Linked DNA regions of Mus musculus: region 2 is linked to region 1. A link is a contact called in public Micro-C data. All regions are on one chromosome and are shown on one strand. The core of a region is the stretch at or near the end of the contact, and the rest is flanking DNA. Distances in the headings are between cores, read along the strand shown.

The links. Hi-C and Micro-C count contacts between places; a contact is called where the count stands out from the background.
Region 2: a contact with region 1 is called in a Micro-C map of the HL-1 cell line, with 3 times the contacts expected there. The contact joins two enhancer-like sites. A contact is called at or near these places in 4 of 15 datasets of contacts at CTCF or cohesin (the NIH/3T3 cell line, embryonic stem cells, large pre-B cells and 1 more), 112 of 484 Hi-C or Micro-C datasets (the 3T3-L1 cell line, the AtT-20 cell line, B cells and 63 more), 6 of 115 datasets of contacts at active chromatin or transcription factors (astrocytes, bone marrow-derived macrophages, cardiomyocytes and 3 more) and 3 of 9 other capture datasets (adipose tissue, embryonic stem cells and liver).

The regions. Positions count from the first base shown.
Region 1 is chr3:85,711,816-85,719,413 of GRCm38.p6, forward strand. All of the region lies in intron 5 of Fam160a1 (family with sequence similarity 160, member A1), which reads right to left. It overlaps Gm40082 (a long non-coding RNA gene), which reads left to right and starts at 914. Exons shown (of 3, transcript XR_001783868.1): 1 at 914-1,006; 2 at 2,327-2,457; 3 at 5,645-5,947. Within about 2 kb of position 4,481, at least 7 of the 459 cell types and tissues checked have an H3K27ac peak or open chromatin away from gene starts, as enhancers often do. A contact at or near this core is called in the HL-1 cell line, where this site is marked.
Region 2 is chr3:86,110,840-86,118,437 of GRCm38.p6, forward strand. Sh3d19 (SH3 domain protein D19) reads left to right here. Exons shown (of 22, transcript NM_001082414.3): 15 at 2,267-2,339; 16 at 3,948-4,078; 17 at 5,980-6,038. Among named protein-coding and RNA genes, the nearest start is that of Gm25188, 14 kb to the left of the region's middle. Within about 2 kb of position 4,307, at least 67 of the 459 cell types and tissues checked have an H3K27ac peak or open chromatin away from gene starts, as enhancers often do. A contact at or near this core is called in the HL-1 cell line, where this site is marked.

The sequences.
Region 1 (7,598 bases), core at 3,231-5,730:
TCTTGTATATGGCAGTCAGCTCTTCTAGGTCTATTCAGATAGTTGTTATTTGGTCTATCTGTGGCTATCTTGCTGACTACAAGTTCCTTGGAGCCCTTTAATCATCTTATCTGCCTGCAATCACTGACCAGCCTTGGTAATCTTCACACTGGCCCCTCCACTTTCACAGACTATTTAAGACTGAGCAAGCATTTGGATCCCTCCCCTCCCACTGCCACTGGGATGTTAATTGTCAACTTAGCAGAGCCTAGAATCACTAGGATGATAGGCCTGGGTATGCCTGTGAGGGATTATCCTGAATATGTTCATTAATGTGGGAAGAGCTGCATTAGTTAGAGCAGGGACAGCTCCTTGGGCAAGGGATTCTGGACTGGGTAAAGTGGAGCAGGTGAACTGAGCATAGCACTCGCTCCCTTCTCTGCTGTTTTCACTGTGCCTAGCCTCCTCAAACTCTTGCCGTGACTTCCTAATGGCCATGTGCCACGCCCTGGAAGTGTCAGCCCAAGCCAGCAGCTGAGCCAGCCTCCTTCCCTATGGCTCCTTAGTCAGGAGCCTTTAGAAATTAAAGGCCGCGGCCACTAATACAGACACTGGATTTTATAACGCAAATCACTGAAATGCATAAAACTATAAAATGTAAAAAAGCAGCAAAACCACCACGATAAAACTTCCAGTGTGTTTCACTGCAGAGCCAGAATCTCATTTGGTAACCAATTAACTCAAGGAAAGGCACAAAAGTCAGAGCAGAGAACCACTACAATTAAAAAAAAAAAATCCCAGGCATCCACAGCCAACATGCTACACTGATGCTTGAGTCACTGGTGGTATGGGGTGAGCAGAGCTGCCTCCGACTCCACGCTTGGACTCCTTTCTTTCAATTCTGTACTGAAGACTTTTTTTTTTCCCCAGTGAAATTCCCCAATGTCATTGGAAACCAGACAGGAAATGTCAAAGTGCTTTCCATCCAGAAGTGGCAGAGATGACAGCAGGAGGACACACAGCACAGGTATGCTCCATATCTAGACATACAGAAGAGCAAGCAGGGGACCTGCCTTTCCCTCCTCCACCCTGAGCCCTCTCTTCTACCTTCCAGACCAGGAAACACGGTGTGCATGTGTGTGTGTGTGGGGGGGGGGTGGCAGAGACGGATGGTGCTGAGGCCACAGCCACCCTGCTCTCTTCCCCTTAGACACACATCGGGCTATTCCTCCTGTAAGCGCCGCACCCAACCACAGCCCATTAATATATCATAATGATGATGATCTGAAGATGTTATCTAATCGTTTAAAGAGTCTTCAATCACAACTTCCACTGGGCATAAAGGTCGAGAGTATGCTTAGCCGGGAGAGCCAAACTGGGCTGTACTAAAGTCCTTGTCCCACCCCACCTACAGGGCACATTGTTGGTTTAGGGGCAACTCCCTTGTGGCTGTGCCCAGCCTCTTGAAATTTCCATCTTTTCTTTTCAATCACCCCAAAACTGCCATCCATCAACTTAAGTCAATAAGCCATGAATTATTGAGCTTGTAGGATGCAGATCATGAATATGTATGTGTGTATTTGGAAGGCAAGATTGTAAAACAAATGGGTTCCACGGTGGCTTATAGAAAGCCAACACACATGCCCTTAAGGAAATGTCTAAAATTAATTCTCCCCGTGTATATTGTTCGAGCACAGTTTCAGCACTCAGAAGATGGTGAGATTTTTTTCCCTAGTAGATCTTGTTTCTGTTTTCCAAGCACACTTATAGGAAATGAAATATAGTTGGCTACTCTTTGGCAAAACCAAAGGTACAGGCTTTGAGGTCAGAGTTTCCATGGCTAATGCCTGGGAGATGCATGCAGAAAGGACATATGTGACAGACTCCTTTGCCATCACTGTCTACCATAGCATACACCCCTCAAGGTCTACAGTTTCCCTGAACAGAGACAGTCACAAGCTTCTTCCACTATTTCCTAAAAGCCCGTGAAGAACCCACCCATAGCAACCTCCAAAACAAAAAGTATTCTAAGTCACTTCTGGAAATCCTGCAAGTGAGCCAGGGTGTTACTTGGGCAATCCTTTCCCACCCACACTCCCTACCAATCCCTTTTCTAATCCTGCTGGAGACCAGGATAAGCTTCAAAGTCAGCTTTGTCTTCTAAGGCACACTGCCTACCTACCATTCTCCTGCTAACAGAGGACCCCAATACTACACCTGGGCAGAGAGTCCAGGCTGGTGACAGTCAGTCAGACAACTTCACTTGTTTGGGCTGGTTGATGAGCCTTGAGGTTTCTTGAAGATTGAACTACAGCTGCTGGTTTGTGTACTATCTGCTTGCCAAAAGGACTGGACTGCAGCTGCTGGTTCCTGCATGGTGTCTGCCTACCGAGGACTGGACTGCAGCTGCTGACTTGCTACAGACTGAACCACTGGCAAAGAAAATTGAGCTCCCCTCAAAGAACTACTGCTAAACAGGTCAACTTCCCCCATATCCTAGTGGCTTTTCTCTTCCACTACCTCTGGTGGCTGAGGAGAGGTTGAATGCTTAGTAGAATAGGCTGCAAAAAAATATGACTACACAGCTTCTTTTCTTAGCCATATCTTGTTTCTGCCTACACCTGTCCCTGCTTCTCTCTGTAACAGCATTTATCTTACCCCCTCCTGCTCTAAGCCTGTGGTTAACCTGTCACCTCCCAGGTCCCACATTATGAACTCCGTAGCGATGAAAGGGTTTCACTTCCTCTGCCAGTGAAGTACAGAGTGCCTCCCCTGTACGTGCTCCCTAACTGTTTCTGAACAAGCAGTATTATCCTCCTACTGCACATGAGACGGCAGGCCTTCTCCCAGAATAGCCATGGCATGTTATCTGTGTGCGTCTCAAAATGCGCAAATGCTATCCTCCATCTTCAAATTGTACAAGGGTAGAGAACGGTGTTGCTATTCTCACTGTACAGCAGGAGACACAGACTCAGAAAGTTTACAGGCTTGGTACATGGCCACACAGCAGAAAGAGCCAGGACTAGAGTACAGATCTTCTGACTCACTTCCCAGTGCTTTTCTGCTGCACGCTGTACCTCTCACCAAACTGCATAAGCATACATTGTATTTGGTGACTGTCACCTGTGTTTTACATGTTTCTTTACTATCATTCACATCAAATATGCTGTTAGTATTTCTACCTGCCATAGTAAGTTCTAACTATGATGTAGGTTCCAGAAGAGAATCTGTGAGAAGAAGATATAAAAGGTTGGGTTTTAAGGCCTTTCTAGAAAATTTTAAGGTGAAATCTACTTGAGCACAGAGTACAGTCACACTTGACAGGTGCCAGCTTCCTCCTAAGGAAGGCTCTCAGGTGCTGACACTGGGAGCTGGGAGTGCAGGAGACTCACATGCATCTGTATTTACCTTCAGATCCAGTCTCATAGCCCTGTGGGTCTGTGTGGGCCACCATGTCCTCTGTTCTCTGAAATGTTTGGTTACCACACGAGTTTAGCCAATATGATTCTAGCAGGAGACTGGTAGACCGGAATAGGTGAAGTTTCCGAGTTTGTCCCAACTTTATTTCTAGGAGTTGCTTGAAGTACACAGCTCCTATAGCAGGCACTTTCTACACAGCCCCTTGCCCCTGACTCTTTACACAGACACAGACACAGACACAGACACACACACACACACACACACACACACACACACACACACAGAGAGAGAGAGAGACAGACAGAGACAGAGACAGAGATAGAGACAGAGAGGGGGAGAGACAGAGACAGAGAGAGACAGAGAGACTGGGGGGAGAGGGGGAGAGATCAGTGTTATGGTCACAGTGAACTTGCCACAGATTCCCTTATGCTCTTGAATCAAGCTACAGGCTCCGTATCCAGCTCTGTGACATGTGAACAGTGAGAGTAAACAGGAGTGACTCTGTCCCAGGTCCCTAAGACACTGGTCACTTCTACCATGCACACTTGGAGGCTTTAGAACCTCCATGCTCTGGAGTGCTGAGACCTTGACTAGTATAGAAACCCAAATAGCTAAGGCTGCCTCCCTGGGAGAAGCCCCAGCCATACCTGTATAGAAAGGAAGAGGCACAGAGGAGAAAGAGATGCTCAGGCAGCCCCAAATGCTCAGGCCCTAGTCACAGAAATGATCTCACTTGAGGCCCACGCCCTAGAGCCGGACTGTTGCACTGTGCAGGTGGTGACTCACACTAACAACCAATGGCTGCTGTTAAGTCCAGCTCTAAGCGTGGTTTCTGACACAGCACCAAACACTGAAATGTTGCCCTCTCAAACCCTCTTTAGCTCCTCAGCTTGCCTGACAGCACCATCTGAGGCCCACCTGTTCTTACTGGGACCCTGACATATGAATGACAGTCACTAGGGCAAATATTCATATCCTAAACATCTCTTCTGATAAAACCGCAGAAGGACACTTCCCTCTGAGGGTGGTGTGACCTGAGGCCTTGCTTGCCTTCACAGGATGAAATAGGAATGGAAAGACATGTGTCACTTCCAGATAAAAGCTCCACGTCTCTCCCTCTGACACTATGACAGGTGATGTAAGCTCCAGGGTTGACACTTTTGTCCCTAAGTGCCTTCTTGCCTTGCTCCTTGAAGTACAATCCCTGTTTGTTTAATCCTTCCTTCACTTCTGCTTCTCTGAGAAGGCAGGCTAGTGCAACTAACCAATGAGCGCTCAGCTTTGAATATTAGCTTGGACAAATTAACCGGGCAGACCCATGAGAAGCAGACAACGTACCCTTTGCTCTAAAGTACAATAGAACCAACCAGCTTGAGTGACTCTAGACATATCTGCAGCTGAATTTATTTGCTTACTTCATCTATCAATAACATTTTCTTTAATATGACTTTCACAAAAGCATGCTCAACCTATCTGTAAAAATCAACTCTTTCCCAAATGTCCAAAGTGGGCTTCCCATCTCTTATTCCACACTCTGGAGGCTATATGTATTTAGGAATTTAAAAACTTTTAGAAGAATGATATATTTATCTGCCATGTTCTTATATAAAATCCCCAGAAGGTCTGAGCTAGCACCCTAAACTAGGTATATTAGTATTTTCTCCACAGAACATACAAATACTAACACAGGTTAAAAATCAACAACCTTGAGATAGCTCAGGCAGGACCAGACACCAAATGCACTCAGCGAGGTTGGATGGTTTGTCAAATGAATTGATAAAAACCTTGTGTTCAGGGCTTTCTGAGTCACCTTTATTACTCAACCTAGAGATTGAACCCAAGTCTACTCCCAGGCCCAGAGCTTTCCCCAATGTGTTCCGCTTGCACATGACTGTGGAAGAAAGTCCTGCAGCCTTTAAAAAGAACCCCGTGAACCCTGCACTAACCCTGAGGAATAAATGGCCACACCTCAGTGTTGGATGAAGACAGTATGAGAGTAAGCTCCTGAGTGGACTCCATACCTATCTGCAGCAGTGAGGAGCAATTGCAGAGATGCCCACTATCAGCCTACATACCCGCCCCACTTTTCCTACTCACAGGTTGTGAGTGTGTATGCAGGTGGGATGTGGTGTGCATCTGATGTGTTACTTATTAGAGTAGGTGGAGGTATGCACATCCATGTGTATAAGCTAGGGGTCAATGTCAAATATCTTTCCTCCCTCTCTTCCTTCCCTCCCTGATACAGATGTTGTCACTAAATCTGAAGCTCACTGATTCAAATAGGACAGCTGGCCAAAGAACTCCCAAGATCCTCCTGTCTCTACCTGCTGCAGCCCCACATTGTCCCCGCAGCATGGGGAGTCAAGATACAAAATACCAAGCCTGGCTTTTCAATGTGGATTTGTGGGGATCCAACTCAGATCTGTATCCTTAAATGGAAGGCACTTCATTCACTGAGCCATCTCCCCAGTCCCTTCATTAGGCTTTGCAATGCTTAATCTCTGGTTAAGAAATGCTGCTGAAATATATTGATCATAATGTGGGAAAATTGTCAGCATAAATCCATTTGTATTATGTATGAGACAGAGAGAATGAGCTCTCCTTTATAAGCTGCCTACGTGCATGGCAGGTAACTAAAAAGTTATGCATGATTTAGGTGAGAGAGTGCACAGAGAAAGGGATTTTATTTAGAAGACTGACCAAGGCCCTTCTGTCAGGGAAGCAGATGTAAAGTTTGCAAAACACAATAGGAATGTCTTTAGCAGGCCTGAGCCCAGACTTGAAGTAACCCTTTCAGCACCCAAGGGGGAGGTGTAGGAAGTTAGAGTGCTCCCACTGGGAGCCCCTCAAGATACATCCAGCTCTGACCTGCTCTGAGAGTCTGTCCCTGATCTCTAGGATTTATGACAGGCACCTGTCAGTTGTCACTGAGAGAGCCAGAGGTGAAGGGCAGGTTGTTCCTAACCCTTGCAATTATCAGTGTTAAAAACAGGAACAAACACATAAAAATGGGGAATGTAAGAAAAATAAAGTAGAGAACAATCAGTCTTTGGTCTCTCTGGACACTAAATGGAAATATCTGGAGAATTGTCACTAACAGATAAAAGTTAAAGAATCTTAATTAGGGAGTTGCAAATTAAAATCTAATACAGTAACATCCACTTTTCATCTCAGTATTCTATACTATATGGACTTTTAAAAATAAACATGTATTAACTTTGATGGCTTTAAAATCTCCAATTTTAAGTTACGGACATAACTAAGAATAGAGTCAGGTGATGTATACAAAGTGCTGTCTAAAATCACTCCCTTATAAAGTACTGTCTGAAAGGGTGACAACTGTCAGTGTTCTGCTGGCACATTCATTCCTAAACATTCTATTGTGTGCTGTTCTTTGGTTGATTGGTTGGTTGGTTGGTTGGTTGGTTTGGTTTTCCATACTTCTTAAGTCTAAGGAGATGTCCATACTCAGCAATGGACATATCCCAGAGAACAAAGCGTACAGGAGCGTTACCCTCAGAGGTGCTGTGGTTTTAGATGTTGAACATGCGTGGCCCATGCCTCAGTTCCTCAGTCGTTCCTAAGTGCTGTGAAGAAGCAAGATAGGGTGCTCTTCACAATGGCTCTGTGAGCCCAGCTCAGTTATAGAACTCACTGTGCTAAGCCACAAAGAGATCCCAGCAAGGTGCTCTGCTGGTCCAGTGCACAGGAGGGTGCCTATAGATAACCAGATGTGCTATACTATTAGAAAGTTCCAAGGAGAGTTTTCACCATGAAGAACTGGTAAGTGTTTGGGAAGATAGATATGTTTAACTTGACCTTAACATTACATTAATCAGTACGTGTATCAAAACTTCACTTGATACCCCATTAATATGCAAAAAGAATTTCCATCAGCATCTATAACATTAAAGCATATTATAATTATAATAACAAAATACTGTGGAGAATACAATAGTGATAAATAGCATGACTTAGTTTTGGCAAGTGAGTGAGGGATAATTAGGGAATAAACAAGGAAGAAAGACTACACATGGGAGTCTGTAATCACAGCTAAGACTTTCAGTAGTTCCACTGGATTCCACTGAAAAGGAGAGTTCTTCCCCATACAGATTCAGAGACCTCCAAAGCCAGACACATCCTGAAGAGCAGAATACTGGCCAACAGCAGGACAGCACAGAAACACAAACAGTGTGAGT
Region 2 (7,598 bases), core at 3,057-5,556, 400 kb after region 1:
TATTAGCTATTCTTACTGTTATAATGTCATTACTCTAGCAATGAAGACCTTTGAACTATCTTGGGTTTACCTACAAGATGTGCACCCTGGTAGTGGAGTCTGGGTTGTCCGCCTCCCTTGTGGACAACCCTGTCTAGGCTGTTCCCCCTGATGAGTCTGCTTGCTCATCACTGAAGGCTTGAGCAAGGACCCTACCTGGAGGCTCAAATTATCTTCCCAACTTTCTCACTCCTGGGTATATTCAGGTCTTTGGTTCACTTGGAGACTCACATTCATGTTAGGTTTAAGGTAGATCTATGTCTCGACTTTTTCCAAGTCACCAGCCACCCAGCCTAGTATTCTTTATTGAATAGCCATTCTTTTTTCTGAAGATTTAAATCAGGAACAAATAAAAATCACACACACAATTAAGTACATAAATTGGTGTTCTTAAAGCCACCAGAGACCTAAAATAGCTCACAATTATCACAACTCCCGTGTTGCTCATTATTTAGACAAAGGCAGTAAGCAGGCGCTGGTGTGAAGCTGCCTCAGCCATCCTCTCTTGACCTGAGTTACAGTTCTGCTTCCTGTATTAAACAGACAGTTTGCCCCTGTGGCGCATTTTGGTTAAAAAAGCAGGAGGATTCGGGAAAGATCTGACAGGAGTGTAGAGTGGGAAGAGTGGGCCATTCCTCACAGTACACTGTGATCAAGCCAGTGCACCGAGGCTGTGGAAAGGGCAAGGATGAAGAGGTCAAGAGTCATTGAAAAAAAAGAGAGAGAGAGAGAGAGAGAGAAAGCACCCAAAAGTCTACCTTCATTCATTTCATAAGTTTGCTAGTGTTAAATATTTTTAAGTAATATTCCCAAGGGTCAAGGATGGAGTCTTCCTTGCCCATGAGTAAAACCCTGGCCTTGATCTGCAGACCGCCAAAGAAAGTAAGCGACAGCCTGTAACTGGGTTTGATGATGATGGTGGTGGTGGTGATGATGATGTCATCAATAAGCCTGTTTCTTCATATAAGAGACTAAGGACCCAGGTGTGGTGACACACACTCATAAATCTAGCACACAGAATGTTGAGGCAGGAGCATCATGAAATTGGAACCATGCTAGTCTATTTAGTGAGTTCCAGGCCTCCCTGAAGATATAGCCAGACCTTTTCTCAAGAAATAAACAGGGTGTGGTGAGTGCAGGCCTCTAATCCTATCAGAGGCAGGGGGATTGCTATGAGTTTGAGGGCTGCCTGGTCCACATAAGAGCAGCAGCAGGAGAAGGGAGAAGAACAAGAAGAAACAAAGTAAAACCAAAGAGAGGAGTTGCTGCTTGGCAGTAACAAAGTGTCATAGTGGACCCCCTTCTCCTCCAGCTAATCTGGACCATTGTTTACCTAGCCGAAGAGTACTGCTTTCTCTTGGCTAATTTACTTAGAATTGCTGTTGAATAAGCCATTCAGATTAAATAGAAAGGCCAAGAACGGGAGATAGCACTGCTTTCAGACTAGAGAATGCATTCAGTTAAGTGGTAATAAATGAACTGGTTTTCCTTCTGTGGATTAATACTTTTATGGGAAGTCATTAGCTCCTTTCATTGCAAAAAGCAAGAACATAAATACAGAACTTCATTCTCTTCCATCAGTGTGGACTTAACTGTGGAAGCTCTGTCCTTAAGGTTTAATTGATCAGTAGAAGGGGTGCAGGGAGTGCCATTCACTGAAAGGCAAAGTGGCTGAGTCTCACAGCTTCATGGTAGGCTAAGTGTTATGGTGTTTTGTTTTTATTTCCTTCTAAAGTTAAACAGTTCTATTTTGGTTCAGTTTCCTCCTTTAAAATCAAACAGCTTAGTGAGGCTGGAAAGATGACTTGGGGGTCAAAGCCTTGCTGCTGCTTTTGCAGAGGACACAGGTTGGGTTCTGAGCAACTGCAGTTCCAGGGAATCCGGTGCCTTCCTCTGGTCTCCGTAGGCACCAACCAGGCACTTGTGTGGTACACAGACATACATGCAGGCAAAACACCCATATGCATAAAGTAAGTACATCTTTGAAAAGGAGTGCTTAGTGATATGCAATTGAAATGTATTTCTGTACCCACCCTGGCAAGGACGCAATCTGTTTTGAGGCGATTATGATTCCCTTGTCTAGCCCATCTGTGTGGTCTGCGTCTAGTACTCATGGGGCAATTCTTTCGGGAGGACTCTGTAACGAGACAAAACAATGGTCTTGCAGAGATAATGAAACTGGTGTCTATCCTGCACACCCCACTCACAGCCCTGCTTTTCCCCCAAGGATTCAGGCCACAGTCAGAAGCCTGTAGACAGTGGTGCTCCTCACGCTGTGGCTCTTCATGATTTCCCAGCAGGTAAGGACATAAATAATAAATTGGTAGAGCCCTGGGATGCTCTCAAAGCCTTTCATCCCCATTGCCTGTGCCCACGGAATGCTAGCCTGCGGGTACCACCCTGTATCCATCAGCTCTGTCTTCAGGAAGGATCCATGTACCAAGTCGTGCCAGAAGGCTTAGCTGAAAACCTGCCCTTTGAAAGGAATGGCAGGGGCTGGAGAGATGGCTCAGCGGGTAAGAGCACTGACTGCTCTTCAGAAGGTCATGAGTTCAAATCCCAGCAACCACATGGTGGCTCACAACCATCCATAATGAAATCTCTTCTGGTGTGTCTGAAGACAGCTACAGTGTACTTACATATAATAATAAATAAATCTTGGGGCCAGAGTGAGTGGGGCTGGAGCAAGCAGAGGTTCTGAGTTCAATTCCCAGCAACCACATGATGGCTCACAACCATCTGTACAGCTACAGTGTACTCATATACATTGAATAAATAAATCTTTAAAAAAAAAAAAAAGGAATGGCAGATCCCTCATACAAATGGAAAGTAGCCTTTGCTTATCATTTTATCTTTAAGTCTGTGATGAAGTTTTAGCTCAAATAACATTCTTTAGGGGCTCAGGATAGAACATTGGCTTGCTTAGCGTTGTAATGAAGTTAATTCTAATTTAATAAGTAAAGTAGGTGTTTAAATGGGTTTTTTTTAAAAAAATAGAGATTTTTATTTCCTTTATTGAAAAACAAGTCTTGGGTACATCAAAACCAATTTCTGGAATGGGGGGCAGGGGAACAGAACCCACAATAGAAAAAAAAATTATCATCTGGGCCACAACAGAACCCAGAGAATATGTTCTTATCATTAAAAAATTCTAGGTGCTTCATAATTGACCTTCTGATACAAAATGGCCTATTGAATTGGCAACTTGATTCTTGGTGTGGAGGTCCACAGACAAATGAGGACTTCTTCAGCCCTTAGCTGGAGGCCATGAGTGATTACCTGGCTTTTGACTCTTTAAAAGGTTTTTTAATATGTGTGTCACCCACCACCTGCCTATGAGATCAAAGAATTAGATTTTTGTAATCGTTTTAAGTTTCCTTCATAGCCAAAGCTACAAATGTTTTTTAAAAAACAAAACAAAACAAAAAACTATTTACAACTTATTTATATATACTTGGCAGATTGATTTTTATTTTGGTGTAGATAAATTTTCTTCCTAAAGATCTGTAGTACTCCCTAGTTAATATTTGAGGTTGGAATGGCTTTTCCGGGTGACTGGGAATGGTGGTAAGTGTATCGCGCCAGGTCTATAAACATCTGTCAATGCTGGATGTGTTTGCAGCAAGATTTACGTTGGCGCAGTAGGAATCTCTGGCCAGGACCATGGTGGTTCTAAAAATTGTTTCCCTTAGTAGACATATCTAATCTGATCTTAGAATCTCTTAATATCACATTTTAAAAATATAATTGCATGGGAAAATTAATTTGATCAGTATAATCTAGTCTGTCAGAAGCAGCCGAATGCACACCCTGCCTCTGTGGACAGATCTCAATGCAACTTTGTTCTCTGCTTTAATCACATGTGCAGCTGGGGCAATTCATCGTGTGTCACTAATTCTGTATTACAGAGCAAGCTGACGATCTGAGTCTCACATCTGGAGAGATTGTTTATCTTCTCGAAAAAATAGATGCAGAGTGGTACAGAGGGAAATGTAGGAACCAGACTGGCGTGTTTCCTGCCAATTACGTCAAAGTCATTGTAAGTGGGTTTGTTTATTTTATTTGGCCACACATTCAGTGAGTCTCACACGCAGATGGGAAAGAGAAACTAGAAGCCTACAGTCTTGAATTTGCCTTTTCTGTCTTCTCTGGATCATTTGACACTTGGACATTTTTTAAGTGAATATTTTCTCACACAGACTGGCTCTGTCAGCATTCAGTTATGAAGGAGTAAGATCTCAGCAGTGACCCTGTTACTGCTGACCGATTGGCTATTGCCAGAGTTTGGGAGTGGAGGACTCACTGTCTTCCGTTAGGTACACATTGCTGGAACCACCATGCTCCAACGAAACAGTATCAGTTGTCAGTCACCCGTCCTCGGAGAGCTCTTCAGCACTTAAGAATGTGTGTTAGTGCTTGGAGACATTTAGTGAACATGAGTTAGTGCTACAGACAGTTTCGAAGGGATGCTCTTTGGGCGTGTGGCACCACGTCATTTTGAGAACCAGAACACCTGAGGGAGTAGTCCATTGTTTTCACATAATATTTTCAAGTCAGACTGGAGAAAATTATATTGAAGTGTCAAAATTGTATGGCCCTTAATAGCTTAACTTGTGAACACACTCCAGTATGCTGAAGGCTTTCCTGCTAAGCCTGAGTAGCTGTGAAACATAGGGACAAAACAAGACTGCTCTTTGAACACATGTATTAATAGGAAAAATATGATTCACTCCCTAATATAACCTATGGATACTATGAAATAGCACTAAAACTAACTTAAACGTTAACAGCTTATTTTGGAGGGGGAAAAAAAAACAATAATTTTCCATTACATCAGAAACTTTTAAAATCTAGGTATTACAGAAAATCTGTATTTTTCAAGTAGAAAGAGTCTGAGCCTCTTGGATTATGAAATGTAAGTCTTAAAAATATTGCCCAGTGCAGATGCGGCCTGGTCCTTCCCAGGCCTGCAGCCACGTTCTCTAAATTAATATTAAGAGTAATGTAAGTTTGAACACCCCTCCTCATTTCTCTTCTGCTCAGTGGAGCGGTGCTCTAAAAAGCACATTTCCCACACTGAAATCAATCACCCCCAGTCGGCCACATTATTGGTATAAATGTTATTCCTAAGCGCACAAGTTTAAAAAATTGTTTTAAAACACCAAACTTAGAGGATTTATCAGAAAGGGCACTGATCTGATACAGACCTCACAATCTTAAGTAGTTTTCAACTGCGTGGTTGTGGCTGAGGATTTCATCCCAACACAGCTTTCCTGGTTGCTTTCTACTAAGCAACCAGATGAAATGCCTGGCGCTTAGTAGACGGTCATTTAGCACAAATTGCCTTCTTCTTGCCCTGTGGATATGAAGAGGCAAAGTGCCCTTCAATTCATGGAGAGGATCCACCAGTCTGATCAAACGCTTCATTTGGGGACCAGGGAAGTGTTGCAGCATCCTGCCCTCCGTTTGAACAGGGCGACAGCATTACCGCCCACTGCCTGATGTCTGATGTCTTACACTCCTTGGATGAAGTGTAGAGAACTCTCAGGGATAGAATGTGTGATGTGCTCGTGGAAGCACGGAAGGCGAGAGGTAACTGGTTGATCAAGGAGGACTCCATCGAGAGCTAGTCTCCCTCCATGCCTTCTAGACAGGGGCTCACTGCTGTAGCCATGGCGAGCCTCTTTCTCATGATCCTCCTGCCTCAGCCTCCTGTGTGCTGATGTTACACAAGTATGTAACCACAACCCGCTGAATCTGTATATTTTTTCCAAAACCCCATTTTTGTTTTTTAGTGTTTAGCAACTGTAGCTCCAGTAACTTCAACAGCCAGCTTCACTGTTTAATTTTAGTCACGCATCTCCTAAGTACTTGATGTTAAATGTAGCTTAACCAAATTATGAGAAAAAGGAAGTGTTACCACAATTTTGTCTTTGCTAGGTTGATATTCCAGAAGGAAGAAGTGGAAAAAGAGAATCCTTTTCATCTCACTGTGCTAAGTAAGTTTTGTCTGTGTTCTTTTGCACAGTTTTTTTTTTTTTAAAGGAGTTAACAATGAAGAATTTCTAAGCTTAATCATTTCTATCTCACGATTAGACAGATTCTCAGTGTCCTTAATTCTGAGGAAACTTTATTTTCTTAAAATGTCATAGTGAGAGGCTGGAGGCATGGCTCAGTGATTAGAATGTGTCCTGCTCCTGCAGAGGACCCAGGTTCAATTCCTAGCACCCAAGTTAAATAGCATAAACCACCAACTCCAATTCCAAGGATCTGGTGCCCTCTGCTGGCCTGTGGGTGCATGCACAACTTTTTTTTTTTTTTTTTTTTTTTTTTTTTTTTTAAAGAAAAGAGAGGCTAGAGAAATGGCTCAGCGATTAAGAATAACTTGCTGGGGCTGGTGAGATGGCTCAGTGGGTAAGAGCACCTGACTGTTCTTCCGGAGGTCGAGAGTTCAAATCCCAGCAACCACATGGTGGCTTACAACCATCTGTAACAAGATCTGACGCCCTCTTCTGGAGTGTGTGAAGACAGCTACAGTGTACTTACATATAATAAATAAATAAATCTTTAAAAAAAAAAAAAAAAAAAAGAATAACTTGCTGGTCTTACAGAGGACCTGGCTTCGATTCTAGCACCTATATGTAGCTCACAACTATTTGTGACTCCAGTTCCTGGGGAGTCAATGCTTTCTTCTGACCTCTGTAGGCACCAGGAAGCGGCAGTGCAAGCGTCACTGCAGAGGAGCCGGGCTATGCCCAGTCACAGCTCCTGGCCTTCACCTCGAGGATGAAGTTGAAGGCCACAGAGACAGATGCACACTGTGCACAGAAGAAAACACAGCAGATGCCACTTTGGAGAGGGCAAGAGAAAGGAATAAACTCTATTTGATAATTTATATTAGGAGGAAAGAGGACTGAAGATGTTCTGTGTAGGAACAGAAGAACGGACAGCATTTCTGTTAGTCATTTCCTGGAAAAGTAATATTTTAATGGGAAATTATGGAAACAATCTAAATGTCCAATTGCTGTGCTAGGGTAGGGATTATTTTCTGGGAGGTGTGTGTGTGTGCGCGTGCGTGTGTGTAACAGGAGTAGAAACCATAGGCATTTGAGCAACTTCTTCATGTAACTTGCTTGTGCCTTCAGGACCTGCTCTGGCCTGATCACGTATATACCACTTCCATTTAATAATAGACTGCTGCTGTGCGCGTCCCACTTTATGACTTGCAGGGTCTGATAGTACCCAGCTCATGATGGGTAGTTCAGGTCGCATAGTAACTTGGTGTCCTATTGTCAAACGTTCAGTTTCCACTAAGGCCCAATAGCAGGCCAAGAGCTGTTTTTCAAAGGGAGAATAGTTGTCTGCAGATGATGGTAGAGCTTTGCTCCAAAATCCCAAAGGTCTTTTCTGTAGGCACCAGGCCATACATATGTATGGTGCATATGTGTATATATATATATATATATATATATATATATATATATATCAGATAAAACACTCACACACAGAAAGAAAGAAAGAAAGGAAGAAAGAAAGAACATTTTGAAATGAAAATGCAA